2 separate regions of the Gasterosteus aculeatus genome follow, and region 2 is linked to region 1. Evidence: chromatin contacts called from public Hi-C data. All regions are on one chromosome and are shown on one strand. Each heading gives the region's core, a stretch centred on a gene start, on an enhancer-like site or on the middle of the called end of the contact. The rest is flanking DNA. Distances are from core to core; before and after follow the strand shown. Region 1 overlaps lama2 (laminin, alpha 2). Region 2 holds the start of LOC120807873 (vesicular inhibitory amino acid transporter-like).

The links. Hi-C and Micro-C count contacts between places; a contact is called where the count stands out from the background.
Region 2: a Hi-C map of skeletal muscle shows a contact between it and region 1, with 4 times the contacts expected there. The contact joins the promoter of LOC120807873 here to the enhancer-like site in region 1. A contact is called at or near these places in 2 of 6 Hi-C or Micro-C datasets (both in skeletal muscle).

Annotation. Positions count from the first base shown.
Region 1 is chr18:7,825,788-7,829,610 of fGasAcu3.hap1.1, reverse strand. lama2 (laminin, alpha 2) reads left to right here. Exons shown (of 74, transcript XM_078093078.1): 16 at 109-320; 17 at 676-787; 18 at 945-1,058; 19 at 3,112-3,239. Among protein-coding and RNA genes, the nearest start is that of lama2, 58 kb to the left of the region's middle. Within about 2 kb of position 1,785, at least 1 of the 9 cell types and tissues checked has open chromatin away from gene starts, as enhancers often do.
Region 2 is chr18:7,885,431-7,889,253 of fGasAcu3.hap1.1, reverse strand. LOC120807873 (vesicular inhibitory amino acid transporter-like) reads right to left here and starts at 2,189. Exons shown (of 8, transcript XM_078093884.1): 1 at 1,697-2,189; 2 at 1,156-1,600. The coding sequence starts at 1,806. lama2 (laminin, alpha 2) reads left to right here and starts at 3,256. Exons shown (of 74, transcript XM_078093078.1): 1 at 3,256-3,495. The coding sequence starts at 3,429.

The sequences.
Region 1 (3,823 bases), core at 536-3,035:
TGCTCTCTTTTTTTCTACTTCCAGATCAGTTGAAAGAGGTGTCATACTGTGTAGTTTAGTTAAAGGTGAAATAAAATGAAAAAAAATAAAAATGAAAATGTCTTCCAGGGAGGCGGGATCAAGATTATTGACAGGCGGTTCGGCCAGCCGGTGTACCCGTCCTCGCCGAGGACTAATCGCATTGACCTCCTTCCAGAGAACTTCCTGGTTTCAGAAAGCGTTCAGCCGATCTCTCGCAGGGATTTCCTGTCTGTGTTGGCCAATGTGACCAGCGTGATGGTGCGGGCCTCTTACAGCACAGAGCCCAGTGCTGCATACAGGTATTTCAACCTGCCACAGCCATCACACAACGCTCCGAAACCTAACATGTTCAGTATTGATCTGTAGCAACAATATAAACAAATTAAGAAATGAAATATCGTAGAAACAAAACAATTTGCCCAGATCCGAGTCCCTCAAGCAGCTCATACCGTTGTCCAGTGGATAACCCCACTTCGACCTCCTGTAACCTAATCATAAGGGGGAAAGTTTAATTGGTGTATATTCTGTATGAGAAATTGAACTCTGCTCATAAAGGTTCTTGCCTAATCAGCCAAATAGCCTCGCTTAGTAAGTGAAGACACATGTTGGACTATACAACTGTATGTTTGTGTGTGTGCGCTTGTGTGTGTGCAGACTCCACGCATTCTCGATGCAGGTAGCTAATCCCTCCGCCGGAGGAGAGAGGAGAGCATCAGCCGTAGAGAGCTGCTCTTGTCCTCTTGGATATGCTGGAACGTCTTGTGAGGTAAGCTCGGATACACACCTCCTGGTAAATGTAAAATACACTCACAAACATACATGTGAGGTATGACAAAAACTATATACGGTATATCTCAAGCCAGTCTTTGCCAGTTCATTCTCAATCTGCAGTGAAAACATTCACAAGTGTGTGTGTGTTTCAGGCGTGTATTCCCGGATTTCGGAGGATTAACGGGAATCTGTACAACGGTGTGTGTGAAGCTTGCTATTGCCATGGACACACTTCTCAATGCCACGAGCTCACTGGACACTGCCTGGTAAGATGATCAACAGGTCGATGAAGATGCTTGTCAGTCAGGGCTCAGAATCACACAACTGATGCACTCTGCTTTACTCAAATTAGTGAACTAAAAAGGAATAAAGTTGTCTTTTTTACCATAAATAAAGTTCTGCTGTGTTTAAACTGCATGCTGAAACTTTCACAGAAACATTTTATCACTTCTGTTTCCAGAATGTGGAAGGATTGTATTTTGAACAACGTGAAGAATATATTAAGCATTATAAAAGTTTTGCCTGTATTGTGATTTTACATCATTCACCGCAATTTGATTTATCATCATTCCATTAACTGTAGGAATATGTAGTAATGTCTTTAAATCAATATCAGCAATATAATGAAGAAAAACAATCGCTTACAGGCATGGATATTCTGAAGAAGCTTAAAAATAGTTCAAAATAATAGAAGAATTCATTCTTCACTTAAACAATGATGTCTCCAGTAAAACAATACACATTGATTCTATTTTTTAAACAACGTTAAAATCCCTTCACAAATACAATTTCCCCAGAGTCACCATCTAGTGGTCGTAAGCGGGACTGCGAGCAAAACGACTCGCACCCTGGCTTCACCCTGACACACACAGCGTTTACATACACATTTAAATATGCTGTAAGGACACACAAACTAACGCACATGCACGCCAGCCTGCTCATGTGCATCATTGTGCACACACACACACACACACACATTCTCACTCCGCAGACTGCACATTGCCTCAGGCTTAAGCTGTCAGTTAACATCAAACTAAACACACACACACACACACACACACACACACACCTAGAGCTGTGGGTTTTGTATTATCATGTTGTGTTTTATTATAGATGAGGAGGATGCTTGGATATGTCAGAGAGCGAACACACACGCTAAAGACAGACAGACGAGCAGTCTCTCTCTCTCTCTCTCTCTCTCTCTCTCTGTGTCTCTCTCTCTCTCTCTCTCTGTGTCTCTCTCTCTCATACACACACATAGACAGACATGTCCATGCACAGTGGCAGGCAGACAGAGAGATGGACACACTCCTTCCCCATAGAACTGTGTTTTCCGGCTGTAGCTGAATGACTGACTGATGCTGCACAGGCCGTGTGTTTCAGCAGCAAACAGACATTTGATCTGTAAAGTTAATTACATGCAACCTAACTGACCAGCAGCTACGTGAAATCAACTGTTATTGCAGCTGAACAAGAGAACAGAAAACAAATGACAGCCTTGTTTCCCCAGTGGGAGTAACACTTTTAAAGTAACTGGTAAAATGATCATATATAATATGACATATACACTCCAAATTACATTTATTTGGCTTCATCAGGTTGATGGTATGTGATACTTTTAATTACATAATTTCTTTTTGTTGCTGCTCCGGAATATGTTAAGAAGGAGTTGTTTAGGTTTTGTACGGCGAGGCAATCAAAGCGAGGTTAAAGGGTTTGAAGGAGAACTTAATCGGGACTCGTAACATTGTTGGTCTTCTTTTCATATTGATTGACTTTTGGTCACAGAGAGAGAACGCCAGTAAAACACCAGTCCCAGGAGACAGCGTAAGGATACAAAAATAATACAAAAAATGAATTACAGCCATAGATTTTGCAGTGCCTTAGCCGATTACCTCTACCTTTGTAGCACCTCCAGCAAAGTGTGACATTAATTACTATAATAGCTAGTTTTGTTGTTAGCTCATGGGTTTTCCTTTTCACGTTCATTATTGCATTTACATTTGGGATTAACTCAATTTGTGGCTCGTTATTCAGCTTCATGTTTTCGGGATAAATGGCCAAACGGAAGTGGATGAATTGGATTTCGTTCTAGCTTTCTGTGTTTACACTAATACACTAGAGATGATGCAAAGTAAAGAGCTTTTCTAAACAATATTTAAGAAAAGAGAACATTTAAAAAGAAGACCTACGCAATCAATGCTACCTTATTATCTTCTTCTCTAAAGTTTCGTTCAACACACGGGCGGGTTTGGAGGTTTCCAATAATGCGGAAACTATTATTTTATTGATTTTCCCGATGTAACTTACTTCCTCCAGGACTGCGCCCACCACACCACCGGCCCTCACTGTGACTCCTGCCTGCCTGGTTATTACGGCAACGCCAGCCGGGGGTCACCTGCGGACTGCCAGCCCTGCGCCTGCCCACTCCATCTTCCAAGTAACAAGTAGGTTATGGGGACGCCAGGGTTAATGGTGCCACGAGGACAGCGCTTAATCAAACGCCTCAATCCATCGCCGCTGACCCCTCAGCTCTGTGGCCCCTCTTCTCGCTTTTTGACCCACGTCTTCATCGTGTTCTCGTCTCCTCTGCTGAAAAGAGGGGCCACGTGTTGTTGTCTCTAAAGGATCTCGCCGAAAACTGTCGCTCCGGGCTTGAATATAGTTGCAACGGAGTGAAATATCATTAAAATAGGTAGAGGCGTTAAGTAAAAGTGGAGGAACATCATCCGTGTGTGTAGAAATGTAATAATTGTTGGCTCAAAAGACACAGGGACAAATGCTTTATTTCTCTGCAGCGTCCTTTTTTAGTTGTTATTCTTTATTCGGTCAAAGATTTGACGGTCGATGTCAAATACAATTGTTGAAAGTCTCTCTAATAGAAACTTCATATACACATTGGTTTGAATTAGATATTTATATCTTGCGATTTGCTACCATAGATCGACATTATCTCCAAATGACCACAGAGGGAGTGTTTCTGTGTTTGGTGGACAGATGTCACCCGCATGGCGCGCGCGCACACACACAC
Region 2 (3,823 bases), core at 940-3,439, 59 kb before region 1:
AACATCAGAAACACAAGCTGCACACATCTAATCTGCAATCAGGCCACTCAAAGAGGATCCGCCTCATTAACTGTCGAAATAAAAACTGCTCCATGATATTCCCAAGTCTTGAAAGCTGGAGCTGGTTTTTGCATTTTTGGCAGCAAATTCACTCGCTAATAAAACTTTATCAAGCTGGCAGACATCGCATAGTTATGTTGGCATCATTAATCAGCCACCGGAAAACTCCCATTTTTTATTCCATTACAAATACATCTGTTTGCCTCTTAACAAGTGGAGCAGTTCTCATCGCTCTGATGTTTTATACGTCAGATACAATCGGCGTCGGTTATCGTTGTGCTCCATAACCGTCTGAGATCTTCGAGGCACCTTTCACCTACGTTAGTCGTCCAGCAGTCCTCTCGATTTAACCTCGCGTGTGACCTCAACCGAACGGACTACTGCAGCGATCCGTTTGGCTGAGGTCCCTGATTGAGGTAATAACCTATAAAACACGACGCTGGAAACAACCCGATACTGTTTTAGGAGATTTTAGAACAGACGAGCAGCAATAAACCAGCCAAATTAAACACTTGTCTATAAACTGAATATCATGTTTCATTTGTTAGCGTGTGTGTGTGTGTGTGTGTGTAACCCTATGCCTACATCCACTGTATTGGTTCCCCGATGTCATCGTTGGTCAATTACACTGCAGTTATTCGGTGAAAGGAACGCTCACGTGAGCGCCGCTCCGCGTCTACAGCGTCATAAGCCATAACGGTTTTGACAAAGAGGATGAATGACATACTGGGACTGAACCAACTTAACAACGATTCCCATGTTTGCAGCTGCAGTAAACGAGGGGTTTGCTATCAGAAAATCTAAGCCAGCTGCCAGCTCCAACTTTGAAAGAAGAAACGGTTGCAACAAGCATTGCTGGGCAATTATTTGATCACCTTGACCAACGCGTATAGTTCGTTGTCCCGGATGAGGCTTTTTGACGTTCTTTCTTACATTGCATGTATTTGGTAGAAGTTCTACACGTTTTTTTCCCACATACACATAAACACAGTAGGGAAACATATTCAAGTTAAATAGCTAAAATAATGAAGAAGAGAAGTGCTGTCTTAGACATGGAGGAGGTTTCTGACCGTGCTTATTGATGAATAGGTGTACCTGGATAGCATTTGTGACATTCCAGCCCGCCTCCCAGGTGGTGATGGTGAGAGTGGGATCCCCACCTCGGACCCCCGCGTTGGGGCTCTGCGCTGGACAAACTTCATCCGGGCTGCTACAGAAGTGAGAAGTCCCCTCCACACCTTCCTCTCCCCCTTCGTTCCGCTCTCTGTCCTCAGGAAGTCCGTGTTTCTCGGAGGATCCTCTTCCTCTGGCAGACTGACTGGAAACCGCTGAGGTCACGGTGACGGTGGCTCTGGTTTCTTTGAAAACTGGGGTCCCCTGCAGAAAGGTGCAGGTGGATTCTGGGACACTGGGATTATCTTGCTCAGTTCTTCCAGGCGAGGTTCTTTCTCTTCGGGGGTCATCTGTGTTCTCACCATAGCTTCTGTTCAGCTCGTCGCTGTGGGTCAGAATCTGCATCTCCTCATCCCCCGCAAACAACCTGCCGATCAAAACCACAATATTGAATTTTATTCTTGGATTATTAGATTGTATATCCATATTTAGTGCAATAATTACAGGAACGAATGCGACTCACCGTGATGCCCAGTCCAGATGTTGCGGTAGCCTTGACGCTGCCCAGCCCCAAAGGGAGCCGGCAGACCTCCAGGGCCGACCAGAGCCGCGAGCCCAGCGAAGAGAGCCCATCCTCAGCCTCGCCGTGTGCCGAGTCAGCCTCCCCGCCTCTGGAGGTCTGAGACAGCTTGACTTAAACTGGACAAAAAAAACATACTCTCTTTGCCCTCAGACACACACACACGGACACACACAAAATGTCTGCCGGTAAAGAAACTGTACAAACAACAGTGCCACTCACACAATAGCACCAGCGCTCAGATGCACAGGGATTGACGGAAGTGATTGACAGGTTGGTGAGCTGTAACAATATAATATGCGTAGGTTTCTGACAGCGAAGGAGTAAACAACTAAGTGGCCTCCACAGTAAATACGTACAATCAGGGATAAAGTGGAGGCCAAAACTTAACTTTAGTTTTTTTTGCAAAGTAAAAATGTTTTCACCTTCACTTGCCAGCATAAATATAAACTCACATGATGTGATATCAATGCTGTAATTAAAATGTTAACCTGCAGGGTCAATGGTTGTGTTTTTTTATGTGCTATCAGTGAAGGCCAGGGTACATTTCTGATCTGCAGATATCTAGTAAACCGCCAGGAGCTCTCGCCTGGTTCACTTTCTACCGAGAACAAAGTCAGCGTTAAACCGCACTGCAAAGTTTATTCTATTTCTAGTTTCTTTAGCGTTGAATTTTTCATCTTCAATTTAGTGTTTTTGTTTCAATCAGTGTTCTTAACTGTTCAACACTTTGACAATTAACGATTAAATGTGCTATACGAATAAAAGCCTTGCCTTGCCAATCGGTTTCATTAATCAGAAACCTTTCGCCATCGATAAAAAAACTCACTTTTCACTTTGGAAACTTTTTTGGAAAGTTCAAACATGCGTTTATTAACAAACCCTCTGACAAATGGATAAAGCGCGGACGTTTATGCTTTGGCTTTTGCCCCAGACTGTGGTGAGTTCTGCGGGGCAGCAGGAGGAGCCACAGAACGCAGCTGCACCCAAACTTCAGTCCCACTCTTCACTTCTGAAGTGTTCTGTGCTCCATTCACTTCTTTCCACTGTCCTTTTTCTTTCTTTTTGATTGATTGAGCTTTTTTTCCACAAAAATTCTGCAGAACACTGACGTACAGCAGCTTTCTACCCCTTCATGGATTTCATGCCTGACTTCTGCTGTAACAGCTTCACATGGTCATTACTTTGTTAACTTTTGTTAACAATATGTTGTGATTACGCAAATATCCTCCCAAAAGCCCCAGGATGTAAACAAACACAAATTTTTAAAGGAAACTTTACTTGAGCGTTTAAATGTTATGCTTCCATTATGCTCCCATTGAAACATAAAGTATATATACTTCTTATGTTGTATGATATTGATTTTACATGTATTTGACTGATATAGCGAACACTAACACACAACAACACAAGATTAGGTAATATAAGATTTACTTTGTTGCTAGATTTGGAAAAAGAGTTTGTATCCATCTATTAAGAGAACGAGAGGAAGAGGAGGAGTAGGGAGAGAAGGGGGGAGGAGGGAGGTGATAGAGGGAGGGAGGGAGGGAGAGAGAAAGAGAGAGAAAGGGGGGGGGTGAGCGAGAGTTTGCGTCAACTTCTGTGAAACTTTCCTCTGACAATAAACGCCGCACGGAGCTGCGCGAAATCCCAAATACTCGCGATTGGACTGGAGATGGAGCGACTCGGGCTCGCGCTCCTGACCGCGTTGCTATGGCGATGCTGCCATGCCCAGCAGAGAGGTGAGTCCCACGAGACATCTGATCGATAAGGCTTGAACTTATCAATACACCCGATACTTGGCCGACGAGCTACAGCGCAGGGGAGTGTGTCGGAAAGACTCTCCTCTTTAATCACACCGATTAAAACCCTCTTTTGCTGATGGGATCCCAGGGAAAACCCTTCAGTGACACGCCGCGTGGACCCCGTTCATTGATAAAAAATAAACACGCGAGCACGCGTCCGAGACCTGAGAACATGGAGGAACAGAGTCAATCATCTGCCATTCGCACTCTCAGGAACCTTTGACACCATTTGGGTGGGCCTTTTGCAGAGTGTATCACAGCGGGG